4 separate regions of the Mus musculus genome follow, and all the other regions are linked to region 4. The links are chromatin contacts, called in public ChIA-PET, Hi-C and promoter capture Hi-C maps. All regions are on one chromosome and are shown on one strand. Each heading gives the region's core, a stretch centred on a gene start, on an enhancer-like site or on the middle of the called end of the contact. The rest is flanking DNA. Distances are from core to core; before and after follow the strand shown. Region 1 holds the start of Lhx4 (LIM homeobox protein 4). Region 2 holds the start of 4930452N14Rik (RIKEN cDNA 4930452N14 gene). Region 3 holds the start of Qsox1 (quiescin Q6 sulfhydryl oxidase 1). Region 4 holds the start of Ier5 (immediate early response 5).

Region 1 (3,634 bases), core at 977-3,476, 640 kb after region 4:
CAGGATTGGACCCTTCGGTCTTGACTGGTGCCTCCTCCAACCTACCTCCTCTTTCTTCCACAGAACCCAAGAAAGACAAAAGGAAAGGCTGATGCCCTTTCTTGGTTGGCTTTGCCCTTGGGAACCACTCGAGTAAGTGGGCTCTCTCTTTCCCTCCCTCCCTCAAACCCTCCCTCACTCCTTTTCTCCCTCTCTGCCCAGAGTTTTCTTCGCCTCCTTAAGTTTTCTGCAGTATGGGTCCAGACTCAGCCTTTGGAGACATGTATGAAGCTAAAATGATTTCCATGTCTTTTTAGCAAAGCGAGTTCCTGACATTCAGTATCCCTGAGCAAAAGACACAAAAATCAAGACAATGTGAATTTTGTATATGACAAAAAAAAAAAAAAAGTACCGTCAGAGGAGAGTCCAGAATCCGGACAGGACATCTGTGGAGGAAGTCATTAGAATACAGGTACTTAAGGAGGATTGAGTCAGACCCCCACATCCTTTATCCATTCACAGACCGCCCTTATGAGTGCAGCATAGCTACAAGTAGTTTAAGAACGTGGGTACCTTAGAAAGGGTTTGCTTTTCTGTTTGTTTAGGAGATGAGAATCAACAAGCTGTTGGAAGCAATTACCAACACTGCTTACAGAATACGCTGACAGTCAATTCTCCAAGGCGCAGCGAACTTTGCAACTGTTCGCCAACAGGCGACACAAGAACTGTAGGCTACAGCGGAGGAACAATCTAAAACAGGCTCAAATGAAGCTATCTCTTCCATTTTTCTCTCAAAAACTTTACAATAAATCTCAAGACATTGGCTGGACAGCCCGCCCTGAGATTTGTGTTACAGAACCCCTGCGATGGAGAGGCAGGGCGCAGGAGGGCGCGCTGCTGCGCCGGGGATCGTAGGTAGTCTCCATCCCTGGGTGAGCCTGCTCTTACTTACAATAAACTCCTACCGCATCACTAAAGCAGTCGTAAGCGGAAGTGTAGTCTCTTGGCAAGCCCATCGAGGGAACCCTTCATCTCTCTAGGGTACCCAGGGGCACCTAGCCCAGTGCAGCCGTTTGTAAACCCAGACTTAACCAGGAGCCCGCAAGCGCGCGCTAAGCCTGAGAACCTGTTCGGGTCTCTGCACAGATTGCTTCTATCTGTTCAGGAGTCGGAAACACAGACAGATTCCCACCCGGAAAATCTCTGCCGTGTGTGCACATCCGTACAAACCAGAAACCTGGGGTGAGAGACCTGCCGTAACTAATTGCAGGCTCTGGAAGAAATTGAGAGAGCTAGCAAAGTGCCCACACGTCTGAGTCTCTCTCCCTCTTCCAGCCCCGCGCCACTAAGATTGCCTACCCTCGCCTAAGCAAAGGCTGCACGCACAACTTCGTTCCAGAGCTTCTCGCCGCTGCATTCCTCGGCTAGCTGGAATGTGGCGAGTGCATTCGCTCACCCGGAGCAGTCTGCTGGCGGCAACACAGGCGGCGGGTGCCCCGGGCAGCAGTGACTGGGGACTCAATCAAGTGCTCGAACTGCCGAAACCAAGAGTGTGACAGGGGGCTTCTGTACAGCCCTGCGACCCGGGACGCGCTCTCCAACTTCCCGCCAGCTGGGGTAAAGTTGTACCAGCGGTTCTGCGAGCTTTGGCCATTGCCGCGAAAGGTAATCAATTGGGGGACCACTTTTGCCCTCGGGCCTGGCCTGTAGCTGGAAACCTCTGTTGTCCCCAAACAGCATCCTCCCTAGGGTTCTCATAAAAGCGACGGCCCAAAGATGCTACTTTCTATACCCTTGGGCCCTCCACGAACAGTATCCCGGAATCTTTCGAATTCGATCCCAAATTGCCAAGAGTCAAGCCCTTCAAACACTGACTGGTAGTACCCCAGCTCTGTGACCGCCTCTGCACCCCGACCCCTCCCGGTCAGTGCCTTGAACGGCGCGTCCGGCCTCCCCGCACCCGCTGAGGCTGTTAGCTGTCTTGTTATCAAATTAAATTAGCGAGAAAGGAGGGTGTCTTACGTTGCATCGGCACACCGAGCATCTCCGGGAGCCCCTTGACAGCCCCCTCCGCGGGGACAGCCGCGCTCTGCATCATCTTGGAGCCAGAGGCAGCAAGTCGCAGTCTACCGAGATCTCTCGCTCTCTCCCTCTGGCTGGATTCGGAAATTTGAAAATAATAATAATAAAACCAACCAGGCCGCTGAAGTCACAGAGGAAACCGAGCCCTCCGCGTCTCCGGGAGGACTCCACAAGCTGGCTGGCCCCCTCCCCCGCCAGTCCTCAGGCTGTTTCAAATCCCTTTGATCTCGCTCTCCCGGGCTGGTGCACATCCCGGGTTGAGGAGACACTGTTGCTGCAGCTCTGGCTCCCCCCCTTCCCTTCCCCGCCCTCCTCTCCCCCTCCCCCTCCACCCTTCGCGTGCCGGCTGCCCTGGAGGCCGCGGTCACCCAGGCATTTTGATTCATTCACACTGCAGGAGCGGCCGTGACGTCGCTTTCCGCAGGGAAGCCCGCCCTCCAGCTAGTGCTGCCAACCGGGCAGCCCGCTGCAGACCCCCGGCTAGCCAGAGTAGGGGGCGAGAAGTAGGGGGGGTTCGGTAGCCCCGAATCTGGTCGGAGGTGCGGGAGGGCGGGGCCGCCTGATAGGGGGCGGGGCCTGCAGCCCCTCCCCCACCCTGCCGTGCGGGCTCGCGCCCCGGTATAAATACTGCGGCGGGCTGGGCCGCGGCAGCAGGTGGTCCCGGAGCGCAGGGACCACGCAGAGCTGGTTTCTGCCAGCTTTGGGGATTCCCCGCTCGCCCCCAGCATCGGTCCTCTAGGATCAAGGAGGGGGCGCGGTGGGCCAGGACCCAGCGGACCCTGGGTTGGCGCTCCGAGTTCAGAGCTTCTCCAGCCCACGGAGCGTGTTCTGTAACTGGATGATTCCATCCATCCTCCACTTGTTTTTTTTTTTTTTTTCCTGGCCAGTTCCTTTCCGGCCGGTACTAACCAGACCCTACTCTCTCTCCCCCGCGTCTGGCTGAGGCAGGGCCAGGGACAGCTCGTACTCGGCCGGGAACGCGCGAGTCACGCAGTGGGCCGCCACGGAGCCGGATGGAGGCAGGCGGCCTGGGCCGCGCACGAAGGTGGCCGGGCGCGGGTCTTCGTGCGCGCCCACACTCGCCTCGGCCTTCCGCCACAGTCGGCACTCTCACCACCCGAGGTCCAGTCCTAGTCCCACGCCTCCCAGCCGCCCGCCCTCCCAACTGGGTCTCCAGCCGGCGTCCACCCAGATCCGCCCTCTCTGGCTCCTGGAGACTGCTCGGCCGAACCGGCTGCCACTGCGGGCACTTTGAACGATCCCTGGCCGCGTGTGTACTGGGCGGAGGCGTGCACCGGGCCCCCGGGGCTGACCAGCAAAGGGCGTGCATTGCTGTTGTGTTTAACACACACACAGAGACTCACACACAGACACAAACGCGCGCGTAGAAAACTCATTCTTCCCATTCTCATTCCTGGAGGCAATAAAGCAAAGATCAATGCTGGGACGAAGTCGCTAGCACTTTTTCAAACACTCGACGCCTCCTGACCACCGGCTCTAGAAACCTACCGGGTCAGCCCTGGGCCCAGCCACAGCCACCTCGGACACTACCATTCCTAATTTAATTGCCGAC
Region 2 (3,583 bases), core at 98-2,597, 840 kb before region 4:
AGGAAGGAAGGAAGGAAGGAAGGAAACAGGACATTGGTGTGTGTAAGGTCAGAAGCCTGCATGGTTGACTATAGAGCAAGACAAAAAGTACTCTCTAAAGACAACTGCTTATGACCTGGGCTACACTCCCATTGTGACAACGAGAAAGTGGCCACAGGGGAAGAACAAGGAAGATGGGAGGAGGGTGTTGATTGCCCAACTAAGTAAGAAAGGGCAGAGAGAGAGAGAGAGAGAGAGAGAGAGAGAGAAAGAGAGAGAGAGAGAGAGGAGTATGAAAGAGATAAGGTCCAAAAGGAGTTAAGACCGAGTATCTGCAGGGCTTACCTGGCACTCTGAAGCCCAAATCCCTAGGAGACCCCAATATCTTCTCATGGGCCCCAACAAAAGAAGCTGGCCCTACCTCATGGCTCCCCTCCCCTTTTATTCCCAAAGATCCCAGACTATCATAGGTTTAGTGGTTGAGGCAGCCCACCTAACTTACACTTTCCAAAAGTCAGATGAAAACAGCCATTGGGAATTCAGAAGTCCCTCCCAGGAGGGTGTGGCCCAGCTGCCTGCAGGGCAAGCTTTCAAATGGTTAGTTACTTTAGGAAAATGAAGTCATGTAATAACTATTCTCTCTCTCCCACTTCTCTTACTAACATCCCACTCTCTTTTTTAGGGAACAATGTTCTCTCCTGTCTGCTGCTATACATATGGAGACTGGGAGAGTGGGTATTTGATTTCCCTAGACTTGAAATTGAATCCATTTCCACTTTGACATTGTCTCTCTTTTACCTGTGCCTCCTTTCATCGTCCTTTGGTCTCATTGCTCAGTGGCCAACTTCTCCTCCCTCCCATCCCACATCTCTGTTTCATTATTTTGGATTTCCATTTACTGTTCTTCCCATCAAGAAGAGCATGGGAACACAGTCTTCCTTATTAGAGTGGACTGTTGCTTTGGAGGTCTTTAGCATGCAATGAGTGAGCTACCTGTCACCTCCGGAAACATCCCGGGTTTCTGCCAGCTCTTCCCCCCTGCTGCTCCTGCCCTCCAGATCATACCTCTAGTAGCTTGACATGATGGGGCCACTTTAAAACTGTGAGAATTGTCCCTATTCATAGGTCCAAAAGGAGACTCAGTGGGTGGTACCATTAGCTCTAAAGCTTGAAGCAGATTGCAATTGTCTTGCTCAGAAGAGAGAATCCCAAGTCAGAGCTTTTTTTTTTTTTTTTTTTTTTTCTTTTTGATAAAATATTCTGGACCAGATTTCAAGCTGCTCTGGCACCAAACAAGAATCTTCCTGTTCTTGATGCGATACGTTTCCCCACCGAAACGATTTCAGACTTGCCAATCACAGGCAGGAGCTCCTGACGCTTATTTGCAGGATCCGTGACAACCATTGTCTTACCCCATAATATCCCGCTTCCTTCTAGCCCTCCCCAGAACCGGAATAGAGCTCCTGCGGTTCAGTATGCAGGGGATCTGTTGCGAAAACAACAGACAGCTTCCTTTCAATATTTCATCATAGAGTCACATATTTTTGATACACGGTATTTCAAAGTCGACAACTGGGGACAGAAGATGAGCTCTTTGTGGGGCAGTGAGCCAGACGGAAGCAAGCACCAACCTTTGGAGCTCCCCCTTCGCATTATGGAGATGCCGTCAGCTCACTGGACCACCTGCTTTTCTATCAGGAAGATCAGTGTAGACCATGACTGGGAACAGTTGGAAGGCAGGGTCCTTGTTCTTCATGGCACCTGAAAGATGTAAGCTCTCTTGTGGCAGAACTGAGTTGAATCTGGAGTTGGCAGTAGCTCACAAGGTTGTTCATATAGACATCTAGTTCAGGGGCTCATTTTCAAACCTGAGCCCAGAGAGCATTAGGATCCAGTGGCATGTAGGTTAAAAGGTTATCAGGACAGAGATACAGATGCAAGCCTGTTTCATGAGCAATAGAGTTTGAAGAACGAGGTGATCGCCAGTGTTCTGTGGTTATTATTATTTTTAATTACAAAAAAACTATAGACCTTTAAATTTTTATTTTTCTTATTTAAAATACAAAATATTAGGTTTCCTTGTGGCATTTCCCAAAGAAAACAATGTTTGTTGTGTAGCCTTCTTCCTCCTCCTAGCCATTATCCCGCTGTACTCTTCCCACCCCTAGTACCTCTGTCTGTTTTCATATCACTAGTCCCTTTGTCTTACCATCTTCCTCAATGCCTCTTGTCCCCCCTCCCATGGTCTAGGTTCATAGCCTATGCCTACTCACACCTAGCCCCCCCACCCCCTGTTTACATACATACAAACACTGAAGGCTAGGATTTACATATTAAAGACTATGCCTTCCTGAGTCTGGATCACCTCACTTATAATAGTTTACAGATGTACCCATTTTTCTGGAAATTCCATAATCTCACTTTCCTTAGCATTTGAGTCTTTAAAATGCCACTGAGCCTTTTGGATGAACAAAGGAGACCAAGTTGAGTTGTTACCTCAATAGACCTCTGCGCATCACTCTGGGATGGGCAGATCCATTCCAGACCTCTCACATTTATACACGAGGAAATGGAAGTGTCAAGAGGAAGTGGCGTGCTCACTGACCTTTGACCTACTGGCCCTTCTGGATTGGAGCCCATCAGCCTTGCTGTGCACTCCTGAGGCTGCCACACAGCTGCTTGCATCCACACAGCCGCCTGCATCTACATAGCATAGCACAGAAACAATCAAATGAATAAGCCAATACCATGACTCTGATGTCAAACGCTTGTTTTCGGTGTGACATTTTGAAGATTGATAACCTGTGACTGCTAAGAATTATGCCGAAACTCTGAAGGTCCTCAGAGAATACATTTTCCCCTCGTGTGAGCCATGCAGTTCCCAAATTTCAGATCCATGTGAGGCGTTGTTATACCCTGCCTTATATTTTATTCATTTAGTTTAAGCCATCATTTCATTTTTTTTTAAAGGGCAAATGATTCCTACAGCAAGAACCTTTACAGGCAGATGCAAAGCCCTGTGCTGAAACTGAGGAAAAAAAAATTTTTTAAATGCCAAGAAAACCAGTTAAACGTGTGTGGAGCATTAGCTAGGGAGGTGTGCATGCGTTGGAGTGGGGGTGTCTTCTGAGTCATTGCCCTAAATTTAGCAATGCAGTTTTTCTTTCTTTCTTTTTCTTTTTTTTTAAATAAGCCTTTAAGAGCTGGTTCCCAGAGATCCTGTTATTTCTCTGCATGTGCCTTACGTAAGGCTTTGTCACAGGCCTGAGGAACAGGCAAAAAGGAAGGGTGTGGCCCCTTCCACAAAGAACCATGAAGTTCAGAGTTACTCAAAGGCTAAGGAACTCAAGCCTTTCTTTTGAGGCTGTCTGCTGGAGATGCTGTCTGCTAAGTGCTTCCCACTTTCATGTTGTGGGGCGGTTTGATATTTATTCACTTCTCCATGTGGAGTAGGACTGTCACTAGTGTTAATCATTCCCAAGAGCATTGGCATAACTCTTATTGAACTCTTCAAAGCATTCTCTTTGCCATCCACCTTCATTCCTTTGTGTTCTCTCTCTCTCTCTCTCTCTCTCTCTCTCTCTCTCTCTCTCTCTCTCTCTCT
Region 3 (3,353 bases), core at 492-2,991, 710 kb after region 4:
ACACAGAGAAATCCTGTCTTGAAGAAAAAAAAAAATTTTTTTTTTTTTTGAAAACTACACACCATTCCATGAGACCACTTCAGTAAGCACTTTGCCAGCCGCTCAGGGGAGGGGGAGATGAAGTCCAAGATGACCTTGGACAAAGGCGCTCTTTACACCCATCTGAGCTTGTGGAGAACCATCAACTACACAGGAGAGGGGCTGAGGGGCTAGTTTTCCTGTCTCTAGAACGCCTGGCCCTAACTAAGACACAGTTTTCTCATCCAACTATTACTTCGGGTTAAGAGCTCTGCTAGTCCCCTGCCTGGCACCACAAACTAGGAAACACACTCATCAGAGAAGTGACAAAGTCAGGAACCAGTCCCCACAACCATGCCACTCCTGCTCCCCACCCCTCCCCTTACCCACCCCCAGCACCCTTGACTTGAGTTAGAAAGATGTGTGTATAGCAGGGAATCTTTAAGCTGTAGAGAGGAAATTCTGTCGTGTCCACAGTACAGAGTCTACTATTTAAGCACTTGGTCTATAATAATTACCATTATTATGTTCCCTCATCTGCAAGTCTTAATTTTTCAATATTTTAACATTCCTATAATACAGCACACTTTAAAAATCCCTATACGTTTGGTGGTTTTCTTATCCTGCTACCCCTTAGGCTGTAATTAAATGAAGAGTGGGTCCCGTAATTGGCATTTTAGAATGGAGGAATAGCCAGACCAGTGACTGGAGCATGGAGCACGGGCCAATCACACACCACAGGCATACATATAGTTTAGTCTCATGGGCTTAAAGGCTAAGGTCTAAGCGAGTCCAGACCCAAGGAGAAGAGAAATAAGAATGTGGCCTGGAAGCTAAGGTGCTAGAGGTAGCAGGTCAAGAGAAGCCTGGACTGGACAGGCAAAGAGGAAAACCACCCGATGAAGACAGACATCTACCTCATAGGTAAGGATGAGAAAGGAAATGTGTATACCAACTATGTAACTTGCCACGGGGGGTGGAGAAAAGTGGTGGGGGCGGTAGAATGAATGCCAACTCTCTATCCAGCACTGTTCCACCTCGACTACTAGGGAAGTTGGCAAGAAGGGATCCCTGGATGAGGAAGGAGGCTGCTACAAAGCTGGATTGGAGAAAGGCTCAGAGAAGAGCACAGGGAACAAGAAAACCCTCTCGAAGGATAGAGACAAAGACTTGTCAGAGGAAGACGCAGGAGCAGAGGACTGAGGGGACGCGGCCAGGGAGAACTTAAAGGCTATGGATTGGGGGAGGGGAGGGACTGCGATGGACCAAGGAAGCCGCGAGGGAGGGGACGAGCTAGCGGGACGGTTGGCAGGACCTGCCGGTGGGTCGGGGAAGGCCTCCACTTCTCACCTTTCACGTCGTTAGCAAGCTCCTTCCACGTCGGGGCGAAGGCGATGCAGTGGCCACACCAGGAGGCGAAGAACTCCACCGCCCAGGCGCTGCTGGAGCCGAGCACAGTGGGACGCACCGAATCAGCATCCAGCAGCGTCAGCGGGTCAGAGGACGAGTAGAGCACTGAGAGCCGGGCCGCGTAAGCGCCGGGCCCCGAGAAGAGCAGAGGCGAGAGCAGCAGCAGTAGTAGCAGCAGCGATGGCGGCCCCGAGAGGCGGCCGCACCTCCTCATCCTAGGCGGCTTGAATGTCCACCTCCTTCAAGTTTGTGACTAGTCAGTATCCGGAGCCTGCCGCGCACCAACAGCCTCCGCCCCGGAGGAGGAGGAGGAGCTAAGAGGCTCCGCCCCGAGGCGGGGCCGACTCCCGGGACCGCCCCTGCGAGCGTGTGAGCTGCCAGAGCCGGGGTCCCGGTGCTGGTGGGCGCTCCGCGGTTCCCATCCCCCGGCGAGCCAGACCTCCGAGCTGGGTCCGGAAACGAGTGCCGCCCGGGACCTCAGGCCGCACTCGAGGTCGTTGAGGGGGCCGGGGCAACGTTTGGCCGCTCTCGGCCCCCGTATCCTACGGAAGCGGAGTCCGTTGGCATAGTCGTTACAGATTTATCTTGTTCCTGGAAAGTTCCAGGGGGCTCCTTCTCGCAGTTTTCACATTGGGAATTCGAAGTAGGTGGGAGAAAAGAGCCAGGAGGTAGGACATTGTGATTGTCAAGGCCCACAGGAGCCAGAAGCACGCACGCCTCCGGAGGCCCCACCGTCTAGGGAGCTATTGCTGGAGGGCTTCCTACGAGGGGACAGGACGCCCTCTCCCACAGTTGGCTGGGCTCTGCTGCCTTGGAGTCAAGGTTTCTTTGGCATTGACATCCCTCCACCCTTTGTTGGGTTGATTCCTTCAGGTTGGACTCCCTCCCCACAGCTCAGATGCTATATTGCCCTCAGCCTACTCAGCCTCATGCTCCTATGTTCTCTCAAGTATCCGGATCAACTAAGCTTGTGTCCACAAGTAAGAAAGTGATAGTGAATTTTCCTATGGCCACCTTTTGTACCTCGGGTGCCTTGTGAGATATCTTGAAGTGAATAGGTCATCCTCAGAATTGTCACACTGGCCTTTTTCTTTTGTATCTCTGGATTAGTTAGCCCTCTCTGTGACCCCTTGGCCTAGCCCTTAAGGTGTGTTACTCCTTTCCTTCATAAGAAACTGAGTAACGTCTCTGTGCCAGTCATGCACCAGATATTAAGAATGAGGTGATAAAAGACTGAGGGGTGTGGAACTTACAATGGGGACAGATGGTATGCAAGTGAATGTAGGTTGACTGATGACAAATATCAAGGGGAGCTATGGTTATAATAGGAGGTGGTCAGGGACAGGGACATCTGATATTTGAAGGGACCGACCGAGTCAGTAATACCGCTGAAGACCAAATACAGGTTTGTAATCTTAAAAAATAACAAACCAAAGGGCATGGTGGGGCATGTCTAAAGCCTCAGATACTCTGTAGGCTGGGATGGAACAATATGAATGCCAGGCCAACTTGGGCTACATAGTGTCTCAAAAATAAAAACAACCAAATTATTATATAAATTTCTTATCCTTTTATCTAGATCTTTCTGATAATCTGAAAACCAGTTTCTTTTTTCTGGAGTTCTTGAATTCCCCCAAGATGTCCAGTAGAGTTTGTTGGCTTTGAGGGTAACTGGTTCCTGCCTTCCTCGTTTCCCTCCTGTTTCCACTCTGTTGTATTCCATTATGGGCACAATTTTAACAGCCTTCTTTGCATATCTGAGCCTCGCACACGCTTCCTAGAAAGAGAGACCTTGGGAAAGGGTCAGAGCAGGCTATGTGTCTAAGTGCTGCCTGTTGCTAGAAAGGCAGCATTTTAGGGTCTCAGGTGTTGGAAGCATAATTTTAAGTCTGTTGGCATATGGGCTGTTTGTTTTTGAGGCAGGC
Region 4 (3,180 bases), core at 672-3,171:
TTTCATTAAACACTTTTTAAAAGCACTGTGTAGTAAGTTCTGAGCTAGAGCTTTTAAAAAATATATCTTTTCTCTATAAACTCCGTATTTCCAAGCTTGAACTCTTCTGTGAAGTTCAGCAAGCTTTTTTTCCCCTGTGGGGAATTGAAGGTCCCTTAATGTTCTGCTTTCCCAGAGTAATCACAGGGTAGAAGCGCTTCTTCTGTGCCAGAGAAAGGATGGGGAGGGAGAAAAATAATACAAGTCTCTACTCCAGACGAACTCCCTCTAGTCTGAGGAAATCCTGTGAGAAAACGCCACTCCGCGCCCCGGTGCGGTCGTAGCTTTCATGAGAGAGAGGTGTGTGTAAAGTCCCTCTCTCCCCCAAGATCGAACGGGGAACTCCCCTTCCTCGAGCCTTTCTGCAGCTTCCTTTTCTGTGCTGCTGGCAGAGGAAAGTCCCTGTCTGCACCCCCAAAGTCTCAAGCCCCGGGGAAGGGGTGGTGCATTCCAGAATCACAGAACAGTCTCAACACAAGACAAACTTACACACGGACACACACAGATACAAAAGTTAACGATCGATCGTCCTCTTCCAATAAGCCTCCAACTCTAGGTCTCAGGATGAGACTCGAGAGCCACGGCCCAGCCGGGCTGCCCCTTCTGGGGCGATGTGCTGCCCGGCAGCAACCAGTCTCCCCTACGCGCCCAGCGCCTACGGTCTCGGCTCGTCCTCGCGGCCGGGAGAGGCCCCGGCCGCACTTCGGGGACTCCCGCTGCTCAAGCTCCAGCCACTCGGGTCCCGGGGGCTCAGAAGGCCACGATGGCTGTGCTCCAGGGGCTCATGTCTCTCAGCACCGGCTTGTCGCAGCAGATCTGCCCCGGCTCGGCGGCTTCCGGGCCGCCCTCCTCCGCCTCCTCTTCCTCTCGGCCGCCTGCGGGGCTTTTCCGTAGGAGTCCCGAGAAGCTAGACCCGAAGATGCTGATGAGGTTTGCCACGTTCCCGGTCTCCATCTCCTCGTCGGTGTCGTCCTCGCCGGTGACTGGCTGCTCCTCCGAGTTCCGGCGCGGCTTCTTGAGAGGGGTAGAGCCGGGTGCCGAGCAGCTCGCGCGGCCGCCACCCACTCCCGCTGCGCCACGCTTCCTGGGACACGGGGCGGGTGGCGCGGGGGACCCGTCCTCGGAGGACCGCTCCTCCACGGCCGGGGGACAGCCGCACGGGCGGCGCACTGCCCGGGGCCCCTCGGGGCACGCGTCCGAGCCACCTCCTGAAGACGCCGCGCGCGGACGCTCCACGCGGCCCCAAGCAGCTGCCGCCGAGTCCTCCTCTCCGCCCCGGAGAGCTTCCCCCGATCCGGCCACCGCGGCCACCGGTTCTGAGCTTCCCGCTCCGGGCGTGTGGCACACGGAGGGACGCTGAGGCTGAGGCTGCGGCTGAGGCTCGGGCTCCGGCCAGGCGGCACGGGCGACCGGCGGGGGCGGCTCTCCCCAGCCGGAGGGTGGCCCGGCTACAGGCTCTCCAGGCTGCTGAGGCGGCGGCACCGCCGGGGTCCCCGCAGGGCCAGCCAGGTAGAGGCCAGGGCAGGGGTCACTCAGGTAGACTTGGCGGGCGCTGCGCAGCACCAACGACACCAAGAGGTTCTTGTGCAGCTTGATGCCGCCGCGCTGGACCCGCGAGTTGTAGATCTTGCCCAGGGAGATGCTGACGATGCGGTGAGCCTCCAGCTTGAACTCCATCCTGCCTTCGCTTCCAGACGATAGGGTGAACGCCTGCTTGCCTTCTGAAGCTGCGAGAGGAGCTGTAGGCGGGATCAGGTCTTCCTCTGTGGTTGTACCCTCGGCGTCTGAAAGCTCGGTGGAGAAAAGACCTGGTGACGCGTAGTCCCCCTCCGCCGCTTCCCTTCAGACAACAGAACCGTTCTGAGCCGGACTCTAAACTGAGCGCTGCGGGGCCACACTGCACCTTATATATGCTCCTCGAACGCCAATCACAAAGCGCCGCTAACCGTTCTGGGCGGGCAGATGTGCCTCGTGCTCCGCCCCCGACCAATCAGAGGCAGAGGAGGGGCCCCAGGGCCTGTTCAAACGTTAGTCCCGCGGAGCAAGCTCTTAAAGGGGGAGATTGCAGGCAGCCCATTGATCATGTGCGGTGGGATTTGTGTTCAGAGGCGTTGATAGAGGAGAACGAGGCCCACAGAACTGTATGTAGTAAGGGATTCCGCTTTGTGATGTACCTTAGCACACTGACTGGAACTTTCATTCGTTTAGTGTGCTGGAATCTACTGCACAATAAAATTCAGTTCCTTTCATACACAATTTCCAGCTGCTCATAGCTGTTTCAGCTGTAATTTCTGGTCATTCTTGGCAGAAATGGAAGCGATGACAATATATGACAACTAGCACGATATATTTGAGATATTATGTTGGAGTTAGCCCCTTTCCCATTAGCGTTATACTCAGCATTTAACTACAAACAAAAGGGAACGTTCTAGAAATACCCAAGCTTCTGCCTTATGAAGGAACAGAATTCAGGTACAACGTTGTTTGTTCTCACCTAAAGCTGGCATCTTTCATTTCGTTCCCCAGATTCTCAGTTATCACATATTTTAAATGGAAGATGTTACCTATTTCTCCACAATGGTTTTCTTTGTTTGTCTGTTTGTTTAATACCCCCCCCCCACACACACACACAATAAGTAACTGATCTATTTTGGGGGAAATCTAGTAAGTTCTAAAAATACAAATAAGTTCTGGTTTCCCATGTTGATTATGTAAATTGTTTTTTGTCAAGTATGGGGGGAGGGTTCCTAAAATTTTTCTGGTCAGTCAATGTAGTCCCATCCACTGAGTCTTGCAAATCCCTGTCAGAAGGACCATGACAAGATTGTACTGGTGCCTGATGGCTCTGTAAATTGCCTTATGGCCCTGAAGTTTCAAATATAAAATGAAGAAATCACAGATACACCTTCTTTATTACACAGAAGATAAATGGCAACTCTCAGAGTCAATCTAAATAATAAAGTTAACCACAGCTTACACGGTGTCTATGTGAAAGGTTTGCCTGACCCTACAATAGGTTTGGCCATTTACATGGAAGAAATACTAGTGAGAGGTAGGCTTGATTAAGAGCCAGTTCACAACCAGGATGCCTTCAGATCTGATGGTTTGGGGGATGCTAACTTTGGCCACTATTACTGCTAC

Evidence for each region. Promoter capture Hi-C pulls out the DNA fragments that hold promoters and counts their contacts. Hi-C and Micro-C count contacts between places; a contact is called where the count stands out from the background. ChIA-PET counts read pairs in DNA pulled down with a chosen protein or histone mark.
Region 1: a contact with region 4 is called in a Hi-C map of differentiating embryonic stem cells, with 4 times the contacts expected there. The contact joins the promoter of Lhx4 here to the promoter of Ier5 in region 4. A contact is called at or near these places in 1 of 39 promoter capture datasets (embryonic stem cells), 22 of 484 Hi-C or Micro-C datasets (differentiating embryonic stem cells and embryonic stem cells) and 9 of 115 datasets of contacts at active chromatin or transcription factors (bone marrow-derived macrophages, embryonic stem cells, memory CD8 T cells and 1 more).
Region 2: a promoter capture Hi-C map of hippocampal neurons shows a contact between it and region 4, with 2.8 times the contacts expected there. The contact joins the promoter of 4930452N14Rik here to the promoter of Ier5 in region 4. A contact is called at or near these places in 2 of 39 promoter capture datasets (hippocampal neurons and liver) and 1 of 115 datasets of contacts at active chromatin or transcription factors (stem cell-derived neural progenitor cells).
Region 3: a contact with region 4 is called in an RNA polymerase II ChIA-PET map of memory CD8 T cells, with 24 read pairs. The contact joins the promoter of Qsox1 here to the promoter of Ier5 in region 4. A contact is called at or near these places in 3 of 115 datasets of contacts at active chromatin or transcription factors (effector CD8 T cells, memory CD8 T cells and pancreatic cancer cells).

What each region holds. Positions count from the first base shown.
Region 1 is chr1:155,739,801-155,743,434 of GRCm38.p6, forward strand. It overlaps Lhx4 (LIM homeobox protein 4), which reads right to left and starts at 2,227. Exons shown (of 6, transcript NM_010712.2): 1 at 2,002-2,227. The coding sequence starts at 2,077.
Region 2 is chr1:154,255,559-154,259,141 of GRCm38.p6, forward strand. 4930452N14Rik (RIKEN cDNA 4930452N14 gene) reads right to left here and starts at 1,348. Exons shown (of 4, transcript NR_040629.1): 1 at 1,045-1,348; 2 at 482-554. It overlaps 4930532M18Rik (RIKEN cDNA 4930532M18 gene), which reads left to right and starts at 131. Exons shown (of 3, transcript NR_108050.1): 1 at 131-203.
Region 3 is chr1:155,811,158-155,814,510 of GRCm38.p6, forward strand. It overlaps Qsox1 (quiescin Q6 sulfhydryl oxidase 1), which reads right to left and starts at 1,742. Exons shown (of 12, transcript NM_001024945.1): 1 at 1,369-1,742. The coding sequence starts at 1,642.
Region 4 is chr1:155,097,715-155,100,894 of GRCm38.p6, forward strand. It overlaps Ier5 (immediate early response 5), which reads right to left and starts at 1,922. Exons shown (of 1, transcript NM_010500.2): 1 at 1-1,922. The coding sequence starts at 1,716. The coding sequence ends at 790.